Linked DNA regions of Danio rerio: region 1 is linked to region 2. A link is a contact called in public HiCAR-type data. All regions are on one chromosome and are shown on one strand. The core of a region is the stretch at or near the end of the contact, and the rest is flanking DNA. Distances in the headings are between cores, read along the strand shown. Region 1 overlaps lrmda (leucine rich melanocyte differentiation associated). Region 2 holds the start of lrmda (leucine rich melanocyte differentiation associated).

What was found. HiCAR-type assays count read pairs that join an accessible place to other places.
Region 1: a HiCAR-type map of caudal fin shows a contact between it and region 2, with 8 times the contacts expected there. The contact joins the enhancer-like site here to the promoter of lrmda in region 2. A contact is called at or near these places in 1 of 18 Hi-C or Micro-C datasets (embryo) and 1 of 4 datasets of contacts at active chromatin or transcription factors (caudal fin).

The regions. Positions count from the first base shown.
Region 1 is chr13:19,102,264-19,108,385 of GRCz12tu, reverse strand. The region is part of intron 4 of lrmda (leucine rich melanocyte differentiation associated); the gene reads left to right. Among named protein-coding and RNA genes, the nearest start is that of lrmda, 340 kb to the left of the region's middle. Within about 2 kb of position 3,940, at least 3 of the 62 cell types and tissues checked have an H3K27ac peak or open chromatin away from gene starts, as enhancers often do. A contact at or near this core is called in caudal fin, where this site is marked.
Region 2 is chr13:19,448,168-19,454,476 of GRCz12tu, reverse strand. lrmda (leucine rich melanocyte differentiation associated) reads left to right here and starts at 4,805. Exons shown (of 7, transcript NM_001020701.2): 1 at 4,805-4,993; 2 at 5,402-5,502. The coding sequence starts at 4,952. It overlaps LOC137487383 (a long non-coding RNA gene), which reads right to left and starts at 4,794. Exons shown (of 2, transcript XR_011005931.1): 1 at 4,703-4,794; 2 at 3,972-4,459. It overlaps znf503 (zinc finger protein 503), which reads right to left and starts at 720. Exons shown (of 2, transcript NM_198840.3): 1 at 222-720. The coding sequence starts at 476.

The DNA.
Region 1 (6,122 bases), core at 2,691-5,190, 350 kb after region 2:
GGAAGACTGCTCATTCATAGATCCAAAGACCCATAGATCTCTGCAATGCAAATAATCTAATAATAAAGTCATCTGGAATGGCAACGAAAGTGTTCTTACAGGACTCGCAGAGTTTATCAAGATTCTTTGGATTCATCTTCAATTCCTCCTCCTTTCCCCCTTCATCTTACCCCAGACATGCTCAATAATGTTCATATCTTGTGTTTGGGCTGGCCAATCCTGGAGCACCTTGACCTTCTTTTCTTGAGAAGTAAAACAACATTAAGTATGAGGAGGAGTGCTATTTTGCTGAAGAATTTGCCCTCTCCTGAGGTTTGTAATGTAATGGGCAGCACAAATGTCTTGATACCTCAGGCTGTTGATGTTGCTATCCTTTCTACATATCTCTCGCACACCCCCATACTCAGTGTAACCCCAAACCATGATTTTTCCTTCACCAAACTTGACTGATTTCTATTAAAATTTTGGTTCCATGCAGGTAATAATAGGTATTCTGCAGTATTTGTGATGATTGGGATGAAGTTCAACAGATCTAAAATCTACCTGCTGCTACTTTTCCAAATGGTCAATTAGAAGTCAAGTTATTATTTGTTGCTCTTACAACTGGGATCGACTTTTGTCAGGTAACAAACATACACTGTAAAAGCCACAAAACCATTGGATTTAATGTTTTATGTTAATGTAGACTACACACTTTTTGTTTTAGGTGTTTTAAAGTTACCAAAATATAATTATTTTGCTTAATTCCAGAATTATGAAAGTGAGAATTTTTAGATTTTTTTTTTTAAATATAATTTCTTGACAGTCAGAAGTTTGCATACACTATACAAAAAAAAAAATAAATAAAAATAAAAATAAATGAAATATATATATATATATATATATATATATATATATATATATATATATATATATATATATATATATATATATATATATTTATATATATATATATATATATATATATATATATATATATATATATATATATATATATATATATATATATATATATATATATATGGTAACATTACCTTTAAACTACATGACATGACTTCTGTCAAACGTTTTGGGTATCCTTTCACAAGGTTTTCGCAATGGTTTGATGGAATTTTGGCCCACTTTTCCTGACAGAACTGGTGTAACAGAGTCAGGTTTGCAGTCTGCCTTGCTCACAAACACCTTTTCAGCTCTGCCCATAAGTTAAACTCACAGCTTTGTGATGGCCACTCTAAAACATCAGCTAAGCTTTGATTTCTGGCTGATGTCTTAAGACTTTATTATGTATATATTTCTATTTAATTTTCTTTTGTTGTGATGCCATCTATTCTGTGAAGTGCACTAGTCCCTCTTGTAGGAAAACAGCCTGACGAGATGACCCTGCCACCCCCAAACTTCACAGTTGGGATGGTGTTCCCTGACTTGTAAGCTTCTCCCTTTTTCCACCACATGTAACACTGTAAATTAATTAAAAGAAGTATTTTTCTCTGTGTGCATTGGCACTGCTATCTGATTAGCCTTTCAGCCCATGGATAACGACACTTTCTTACTAGCTTCAGCCAGCATCTTTATGAGGCCTTGCTTTTGTTCTGCGGTTAATACACACATTTTCACCAAAGCAGGTTCATCTTTGGGACACAGAGTGCCTCTTCTTCCTAACTGGTATGATGGCTGGACATTCCATTGGTGTTTATACTTGTTTGAACAGATGAACGTGACACCTTCAGGCATTTGGAAAGTATACCCAAATATGAACCAAACTTATGGATGTCCACAATTCTCTTTCTGATGTGTTTGAGGTTTGCCTCAAATTATAAAAACAGATATGCCTCCAATTTACTCAAATGTTGTCAATTTGTCTATCGGATGCTTCCAAAACCATGACATCTCACACCTAATGACAGCTGGTTCTGTTGAAGATCAAAAAATATATATATGTATGAGGGATAATAATATTGACCTTAAAATGGTTTTTAAAAATTAATAATTATTTTATTCTAGCTAAAATAAAACAAATCAAACTTTCTCTAAAAGAAAAAATATTACAATAAATACAATGGAAAAAAAAATGTCTTGCTCGGTTTAACATTATTTGGGAAATATTTCAATTAAGTAAAAAAAAAAAAAACTTTCCCTTGAAGAAAATCCTTTTGGGAATTTTTCAATGTCATATAATCTTACAAAGATACAATCTGATTGCATAGCTTTTATTGTGCTTCTGGCCAAACGACTAATATTGCTTAGGTGGAAGTATTAGAAACCTCCAACCCCAACGCAGTCTATTTGTGATGTCCTCTTTTTCCTTTTCTTTGTCTTAAGATTGATCTAACTAGTTTAACAACAAAATGTGGGACCCATTTCGGAAATATGCACAAGAACTTGTTTAATTGTCAAATATAGTCATTGATCCAGCAAATTGATTCTTTTTCTTCCCTAAGTTCAAAGTAGAGTGGGTTGTCCCAGCAGGCACAGAACATTAACATGACGTCAGATTGACGTTGTACCCCAATGTCAGGGGCCATGGCATTTTGCTTTGAAATTAAAATTGAGTTGACTTCAGAACTCAACGTCAAGCTGACGTCAGTGTCCAACGTTCAACCTAAAATCAACCAAATATCAACATCTAGTGATGTTACAGCTTGACTTTTTGTGGACTTTACCACTTTGACATCTATCAGACGTTAGATTTTGGTTGCCTGATGAACAAATGTCAGTGTTTGACATCAATATGACGTTTGTTTAAGATGTTGGCCTGATGTTGGATTCTGGTCACTCTTCAACACAACCTAAAATCAACCAAATATCAGCGTCATTTAGTGTCGTTATTGGATGTCAAAGTAATGTTGTCCTTAGACGCTGGCTAGACATTCATTTTTAGTCACTCGATGTCATGACCTAAATCTTACCTTATATTCACGTCTTATGACGTTGTGTGCCTATATGCTGGGGTGTTTGATTTCATTGTACATGCTTACATTGATACTATCTATACTTTTTAAAATTCAATTGTTTTTTTTTTTTATTGTAATTTACCATAAAATTCATAAATAAAATTATTTTAAAAATTTTAAAAGATTACACATATATATATATATATATATATATATATATATATATATATATATATATATATATATATATATATATATATATATATATGCATGTATGTACAGTATATAGAAATACTAAATACTAAATATATATATATATTTATTTATTTATTTTTTACTTCAACTGTGTGTATATATATATATATATATATATATATATATATATATATATATATATATATATATATATATATATATATATATATATATATATATATATATATATATATATTTATATATATATATATATATATCATTTATACAATAATAATAATAATAATAATAATAATAATAATTTAGTTAAAACATTACATTAATTTCAAATTACCCCCCCCCCAAAAAAAAATAAAAAAATAAATAAATAGTAAAATTAAAATAAAATAAAATAAATAAAAAGTAAAACCAAAATAAAAAGTTAGTTTTGCTCAAGTAACTATCTGTCGTCTGTATTTCAGACAACTGATCTACAGCTAATCTACAGTACTGCGTTTTTGCTGTACTGATGTACACATTTGAGTGAGCACATGCACAAGAGACAGACTGGCCTGTTTATGCAAATACAGATAAACTCTGAATAGATGCGGTGGAAAACACATCCCTGCACGTTTTGGATTCAGGCTTATCTTAATAGGATCAATCTGCAATTGTGTTCTCTGTGATCCATCAGGAATAAACACGTAGCATGGGTTCGCCTTCGTCCTTCATCATTGTCATCATCACGGCTTTGTTGCTGGCTTTTGCATGAGAGCTCGGTTGGGAATCTGTCACTGCCCATATACACATCTGTTCACACCCTCCACTTAGTGTCTCTCTCTCTCTTTCTGTCTGTCTGTCTCTCTCTGTCTCTCTCTCTCCGTTTGAAGTCTTGACATGCTTCTTCCTCCATTCCAGTCAGCCTGTGAAAGAATCTGTTGTCATCTATGTATTCCTGCTATTATCTCACGTCATTTTCTCTCGCTGAATGAAAGACAGAGAGTGTGCGAAAGCGTAAAGAGATATCTGTGAAGCTGCGCGAATGACAGCTTGGCAGATTCTGTCAATGCGGGGTTTTCATCTGTTTGTATGTTGTCCGTATTTTTACATATTTTGAAGTTAATTACCTATTTACAAACACCGCTGCGGTTAATTTAATGCCTTTTGACGGGAGTGTTGGTTTGAGATTTATTTTATGTAGTTGTCTTGCAGATTTGAGTTTGATTCGTCGCCTTTGTGCCACAGTCAGTTTTTCCTTTGTAAACTTGTGGTGGATATAGGTATTTAATGTTGTTTTCAAACTTTTCCATGCAAAATACATTACTGCTAAAATATAATGACAGCTGTATTATTGATTTGAAGTACAAAATAATAATAAAATAAACAAACAAACAAACAAACAAACAAATAAATAAATAGATAAATAAATAAATAAATAAATAAATAAATAAATAAATAAATAAATAAATAAATAAATACATACATGCAAAAAAAAAAAAAAATGATATGACTTTATTTATTTATTTATTTATTATTGTTATTATTAACCTGGAAATCTCATTAGGATTTAAAATCTGTTTTATAAAAAGACCTGGCCAAGGTAACGGCCGTACAGTAAACAATTTTAAAATACAAGACATTCATCAATCCTCTCAACAAAAAATTCACCAAAAGACCAATTTCATTTAGTTTGAAATATTTTTGCTAATTATTCCATGCCCAAGGTGCACAATAAGAAAATGCAGTTTTACCCAGCACTGTACAAACTCAAGGTCAGGGATGGGTAGTGTTTATGGTACATGTATTACAGATTTTAAATACAAAATAGTATTTTGTAATTTGTATCTAATAGGGTTTATGAAAATGGGTTTATATTTCGTATCAAAATACTTTAATGACTTGTATTTTTACTGTAAAATACTTTGTAAGAAGTCTACACAATGACTTCGTAAAAATGTGGCCTCAGATTGGTGCTTTTTTGGTTATTTGTCTAGGCTTGATATCAGACTAAAAAAATAATTCATATTAAAGACGTTGATCAATGCTTGGAGTATGGATGAAAAGTATGCATCACATAAAAAAGAAAGTAACAGACAAATAGCAGGGGTGAATTTCGGGAGCAAGTCAAAATAAGACAGGAAAATAAGACAAACAATAAAAAAGTCCTACAGTGGCGATACCTACAAATCTTCACTGGCTGTTCAAAATGCCAGTAGCTGATCTGTAATGTTAGTTAAAACCTTGACATAGTTAATCAGTATGTGGCAAAAACATTTAGAGCAGTGGGTAGCACAATCTCCTCACAGCAAGAAGGTCGCTGGTTTGGGCCTCGGCTGGGTCTGTTGGCATTTTTTGTGTGGAGTTTGCGTTTTTTAAAAAAGGACTAAGCCAAAAAGAACATGAATGAATGAAGATTTCAATGTATTTTTGCCCAACCCTGCTCAAGGCATATTAAAAAGCACCAATAATAATAATAATAATAACAATAACAATAATAATAATAATAATAATAATAATAATAATAATAATAATAATAATAATAATAATAATAATAATAATTTAAATATAAGTCATGTTAATTTATTATCTGAAATGTGTTAACGTCAATGTTTTTAATGCACACAGTGTTGTTTTAGTTTAGCTTTCAAATTATTGAGTTATTTAGGCTTATTATTTATTATTTTTAATACATTTTGTTTATATTGAATATATATATTTTTGCTTTTTGCTTATGTGTTTGTTCATTTTCCGGTTAGAATTCTGGTAAATTTATAGGATTTGTTGAGTCAAACAATATATAGTTGTTTTTGGACCTCTTGAACTAAGGGGCTGCAATAACGCAGTTTGACTAACAAGGCGCTGTAGCGCAGGACTGTAATTCAGCCTTTAGGGGACAATCCAATAGAAGAAGATGACACGCTGGAAATCAAACGAGAGAGTGCAAAAGTATTACTCAACAGCAACAACAAACACGCTGTTAAGTGTAAACGACCAAACATACTGACTTCAACGTTGTTTTGATGTAAGGACAAGTTTGAT
Region 2 (6,309 bases), core at 3,556-6,055:
TGGTAAACACCCTAATCCAAAAGCGCATTCGCAATGTTAGCTTAATTAAAGAGAAAATGGAATACGTTAATGTTAACTAAAGAATTGTATTAATTTCATGCTTTCTACCCACCTACATCTATTCCAAGATTCCCGTAATGTCCCGTCATATCTCCGAAAAAAAAGAAGAATGCGAACTTGTAATAGGCTAAAATACATTAACAGCTTAAAAACATTCTTACCTCAATTGGACTGACCGGGGTGGATGGCAATGGCTGAAGATATTCAGGATGTAAAATGTGTCCTGTGCGTGCAGTAAGCATTTTCAAAATCTTTATGGGTAGTCGATTAGCTTGCCGTAAAGGGTCCGAAGGAGGGACGGAATGGAGAAAAGGCTTGCTGGCGACCGCGGAGCTGTTATTCCGAGAGCTGCTGCTGCTGCTTTCCCAGACTAGATCAGTATCACTATTTCTTGAAGCAGAGGGCGATGTGATCATGACCCAATTCTCATGTATTTTGTTGGTATTTCATTTATCAGATTCATAAATAAAAACTATGCCGTAATCTTCTTTCAAATAGCAGAAATAAAGATAAAGAGTATAATCCGTCTGAAGCAGAGCGCGAGGCTATCGCAGATCCCGAGCCGCGTGTGACACCACAGGCATAGCGCGCGCTCTGTCTCTTCCCGTAGGTCCGCGCGCTTGTCCTCCCAAACCAAGCACTGGTAGAAATTTTCACTTCAAAAGCAGCTGAATTAGTCCGAGATTAAAGCCCTTGCCGCCTTCCAATCAAATGGGACCCCGAGGTGATTGGAGGGTCAAGGGGATGTGACGTTCCTCCTTCTGCAAGCGCCTCTATTTTGACAACTTGGGGGAGGAGATTTTGCGCAATATGTAGGTTGTCGTACACGCCGCCACATTTGTCCGAAATGTAATGTAAACTGCTCGGTTTTCATTTTTTTAACACATTACCTTGTATCTGTTATATTTTTATAATTAATAGAGAAGAATAGCTTTAGTGTATATGCCTGTCTTGATGTTTTTTTTCTTTTGTTGTTGTTGTTTAAGTTTGTGATTACTAATAAGTATATTTTCTGATGACCATTACCATCACCAGCAAAAAACAACAACAAAGAAACACAACAGTTAAGGAGATTTTAATTTGTCTATTTTTACATACATGCCTTTATTACTACAATTTAAATGTGTCTAACCTTTTAATTTAATGCCGATTTATTATATGAAAAGGTACTTTCCAATGTTTCATGCGTAGTCCTTTTTTTAACTCTCACTGGAGTAGGGCTGAAACTTCAAACCATAAACACAAGATCAACCTTTAGTGTTTGAATTCCCCAATCAGACAAGCGTTGACAAGAGCAGACCAATGCAGTGATAGAGGGATGTGAATGTCACATGTTTTCAATATAATATACACCGCCCTTCTATTTCTATCCCCACCCCTCCGTCAACTGTCAATTCTGCTCGACCGCAATCAATCAGTTATTTGTCAGTCGCTGTCAATCCTTTTCTTACTTCACGTCAGCTTTTGAAGCTGATTATGTGCCGCGAGTGACAGAGAAAAGGGCAAAAGAAGCATCCAGAAGAAGAGTCACTTAATTTGAAGGAAAGGTTTGGAAAGGTTTCTGTTTTAAACCTGCGGTAAGACAAGATGCCATTGCCCGTGTTTAGGCTATTTTAAATCGAGGCAGACAGAAAAGCAACACTGCTCATTTATATAGACAGAAAAGCAACACTGGTCATTTATATTACAGTTTATTTAGGAATAGCCACAGTTGAGTAAACAAGTTATTTTTATAATAGTAGGCTTTTTTGTGAATTTTCAATAGCCTAACTTTTTGAGGACAATTTCATGATATAGCAATTTGTATATAGGCTAAGCAAAAGGTAGACTATTAAATAAAAATAAAGACATTAAATGAATTTAAACATTTTGCTGTAAGTGTAAATGATTAAATTTACCATTGACTTTCATACTGTAAATTACCCTACATAAAGTTCATTGTTGTTATCAAAGTTTATAAAACTTATTTCCTCCTGAATTTAAAACAAGTAAATATAGGCTATTTGTTGATTTTTCCGTCTGCATGAGCAGAAATTCTTTTTTTTTTTTAATACGCAGAGGTTTCAGACAGGTGTAGATAATAGCTACTTCCAGTAATATTTTCCTCGTCTCACATGCAGTTTCAGGTTTTTCCGGACTCTATACATGTTTTGGAGTTGTGAACTTCACTGGTATCACATTGCCTCGAGCGGAAAAACAACAAAACTTCTACTCACTTGTAATGTCAAACAGAGTCGAGAATACAATACTAATTATTAAAGAAATAGTCCAGACAGTTTCCCCATTCATGTCAAGTACATTTTATTTACACACAATAAAATTATTAATTTTATTTGACGATACCAAAAGACATAAAAGAAAGAGAAATGGTCTGTCAGACCTTTGAGAAAAGAAGTTTAAAATGCCTTGAACTATTCACCGCTGAGACGGCTAATCAGTATTGAGGCTCCGGGGCAATCGGGCAGCTTTTCAATGCGCTTTGCCTTTCATCTCTCACTGGATGGAGGCGCTCAATTAAAAGCCTATCAGTTTGTAAGTAAATCAACGCCTATCAAAGTTGTCACATCAAACAAAACGATTATTATTGCAACCCGCCTCCACCATTAATCTCTTTCTGCGGTAATCCGCTTGACAGGTCATCTAGGAGAGCAAGAAAACCTGGAGTGGACAGTCATCAGCGTGAAAGAAATGTATATTTTGTTGGAGGATCTCAGACACATTGAAACAGATAACACTTGGTCTATGACAAACAGTGAACTTTGCTGGTTTGCCATAGCAATTAAATATATGATGTTTTATTTAAGGCACTTAGCGTATAGGCTACATATAAAATGCAACCTCTTAAATAAGGAAATAAAATGGTCAAATTTCCCAAGTACATCTATCGTTTAAAATAATATTACAATAATTTTATTTTAAAATCATATAGCCTAAATTTTAATTAACGTAAAATAACTATTCTATCCTCTTACTCGTTGCACACACGCATACACACAGACACACACAACCTCTCTAAAAATCAATACTTACTGAATGCATGCTTTTAAAACGCATTTGCAATATTTAAAAAGTTAGAATTAATTATCCACAATGCATAGGCCTTACTCGACATGCTTAAAAAACAAATATAGAGTCAATTTGAAATGAACAAGGAAAAAAATTTTTTTTTTCTTTCTGGCTAAAAGAGTGCATTGCATGTTTAAATGTAAGTTTTTAAAAATGCAAACATTTACTACATTATTCACTAATATAACCCAGACCCTAAAGTTGATACCGGCCATTTTTTAAACAAGCTTATCGCAGAATCTTTCTTCAGTATGTAAAGAAGTGTGATTGTTTTCTGCACAGGCTGTCAGCGCGTGACACACTGCGTGAGTTATTAGAGCAGAGAAGGGTAACCATAAATTTCCAGCATCGGGTAAAAATATTCTCTTTATTGTCTGCATGACGAATGAGCCTCTGAATCAGATACAAAACACTCGGCATTATCCTTAAATGGGAGCATATTTTAGTGGGTCATAATTCATATTATTTAAATGCAAATGTATTTTCATATATTTCATATCGTCATGTTTATGCATGACTAAATGTAGTCATTTAGAGAGCTGCCTAAAGCGGCCAAAAGCCACGTAGTAGTGCAAAACATTTTTTTTTGTACTCAAAAGTTTAAGGATCGCACAATACAATTTATCAAAATAAACGATTTCACTTTAATTTTACACAGAATTTCCCCCCTCATGTTACGAATTGGCTAGATTTGAAAGGGTTGCTGAAAGCACACTAAAATAGAAACAGCATAAAATCAGTTCCAATAAAAACAGTATTTAGGCTATTATAATTTTAGTGTTTAAGAAAAAAAAAAACTAACACAAGTAACGTTACACCGCAGAAATGGCATCCAACTCCATTGATTTAAAATGCAAACAGCTTTATTTAGCGCCCGATTCCTTTCTCTTAAAGCATAACATACAATAATAATAGTAACAACTGCAATAAAACACAATTGTTTACTAACATGAGTTAGGCATGCATTACAAAGCGTTTAATATCATTAAATTTGCTAAAAGGCACTACAGCGAACCACTTTACCTTATAGGTAAAACACTCAAGCGCGCGCTCCAACGTGAAACCACAGGTTCGAACATTTACAGGCACACTCCTTTTATTTTCTACAAAGACGATAATATAAAGAAATTTCCAGTGAGGTCTAACCAGGCACATTTTGGAAGTCAAACCGAGTAGGTACATTATTCTAGTGTTCGCGCGGTGCCGCCAGCACAAGAAATCCGACTTGTCTCCACACTGTCTGCGCGTCCAAAACTTCCGCCTATGGGAGGATCCATAGTGACGTCACGACGCTCCCAACCAAAGCTCTTGAGCGACTCTCTTTCTGCGTGTCCTGTCATACGACGATAAACAATAAAACTTTAATATGCTTTCTTTAACGTAAAGCAGCGTATGACACTCCAATGCTAAGAAATGCAGTTCAGTATGATAATGCAGTGAAACATACGCTCTGAATTGCAATTTGTTGTATGTAAACACACACTTTGCCGATTTGTCCACACTTCCAGTGATTAAAACAACTGCCTTTGAATGAAACCTGCCTCTATAGCTATTAATTATTGTTTTTTAGGCTTACTTTCATGGCAAAACATCTTCGGGAGTATCTCATAGCTGAGCAGATTTGTGCAACTGAATAGTGGCGCGTGCTTCCGTCCAAGATCAGCTGACACGAGCACGCGGAAGAAGTAAAGCTTTTCATACGGAGAGTAGTTTAAAAGTTTATGTTGAAAACATAAAGCTAACCTTTCAGTCTTATGCCCAGAAAAAACGTCAGTGGGAGTCTTCGTTACATGCTTCTCTCCTTCTGAACTGTCATTTGACGGCAATGGCACACAACGAGTCAATGGTTGTAGTGAATGGAAGTCAGGTAAGTGAAATATTACAAACACGCTGTCCTGTGACCTGTGTTATGGATACAAGTGGCGCCAAACGCCCCTAAGTGTGCGTTTGTTTTTGTTTGTCATGAAGTGTTATGTAGGTAAAATAAAAGAGAATTTATATAATATGTAGCAAGTGTACTCTAGTTAAAATAAACAAAATACATAGGCTATATGTAAAGCTGCTTAGTTGTTGTTTAGCATAATGACAGTGGTTTATCATTCACATAGCCGTACATGATGCGTTAGCATTCACGTGTATATGAACAGCCTCATATTAACCTTTTTATTTATTATATCATCAGCAGAAATGCTCAAGATTGTATATTTCCTGAAAGACTAGTACTTTAGAGTACTAGAGATGTAATAACCGATATATCTTTCTCTCACAAATGTAGGTGTCCTGCATTGGGCATGACTGGGAAGACATTCCAGATTTTCTTGGGACAAAATATGGACAAATGGCTAGAAGATTAGATCTCAGCTTCAACCAGCTGAGGTAAGTTACTCTTTGTTTTTAACTCAATGTTGAGGCCCGACATTTAACTGTAAGCAGACCTTGCTCAAGTGGTATTAACCTCAGAAACAGCATTATTGGCTGATAATGATTAAGGTCAAAATGTGAGCTGTACAAAAAAATTAAAATGGGTCTCGGGGTTAAACATCATACATAATATAGTATTCTGTCATTCATCGCTAAAATGTCTCAGATAATAGGATGCAAGAAGCATGGTTGTTCAAGTAGAGACCAAACAACATCAATTAGTTGTACACTGTATAATTGAGGTAAAGTTGGTTTTATATTCACACATTCGGACATCGTCCTTAATAATATAATGTCAGAAAAGTATTCTTTGCAAATTCCAAATAGCTAAATTATATTAGCAGCCAGCAAGTATTAAAGTACAACATTGTTTACAGCCAATTGAATAGTGCTAATGTTGTTTTGAAGTCATATTTACATGTGATTCAGTTAAATATTCACAGTACCATGGTAAACAATGTAGGAAGCATGTCACAAGTTGTCATTGAACGAATGTGCAAATATAAAACCAACTTCACCTCCATCACAGTACACACACACTCATTTTGGTTTGTAGCTTCACCAAATAGCAATATATATATTTAGAGCAGGTGTTCTTGGTTGAAACAAGCTCAATTGATCGCATCCAAAATAAAATTTCATAATTATAAAATATTGTTGTGCATACTGTTTATTTTTGAAGACTATAATGACTATATTGTATATAATAGTTGTTTATACAAAATAGTTTGACAGCACTAATCCTCACTAAGAGTAACTTTA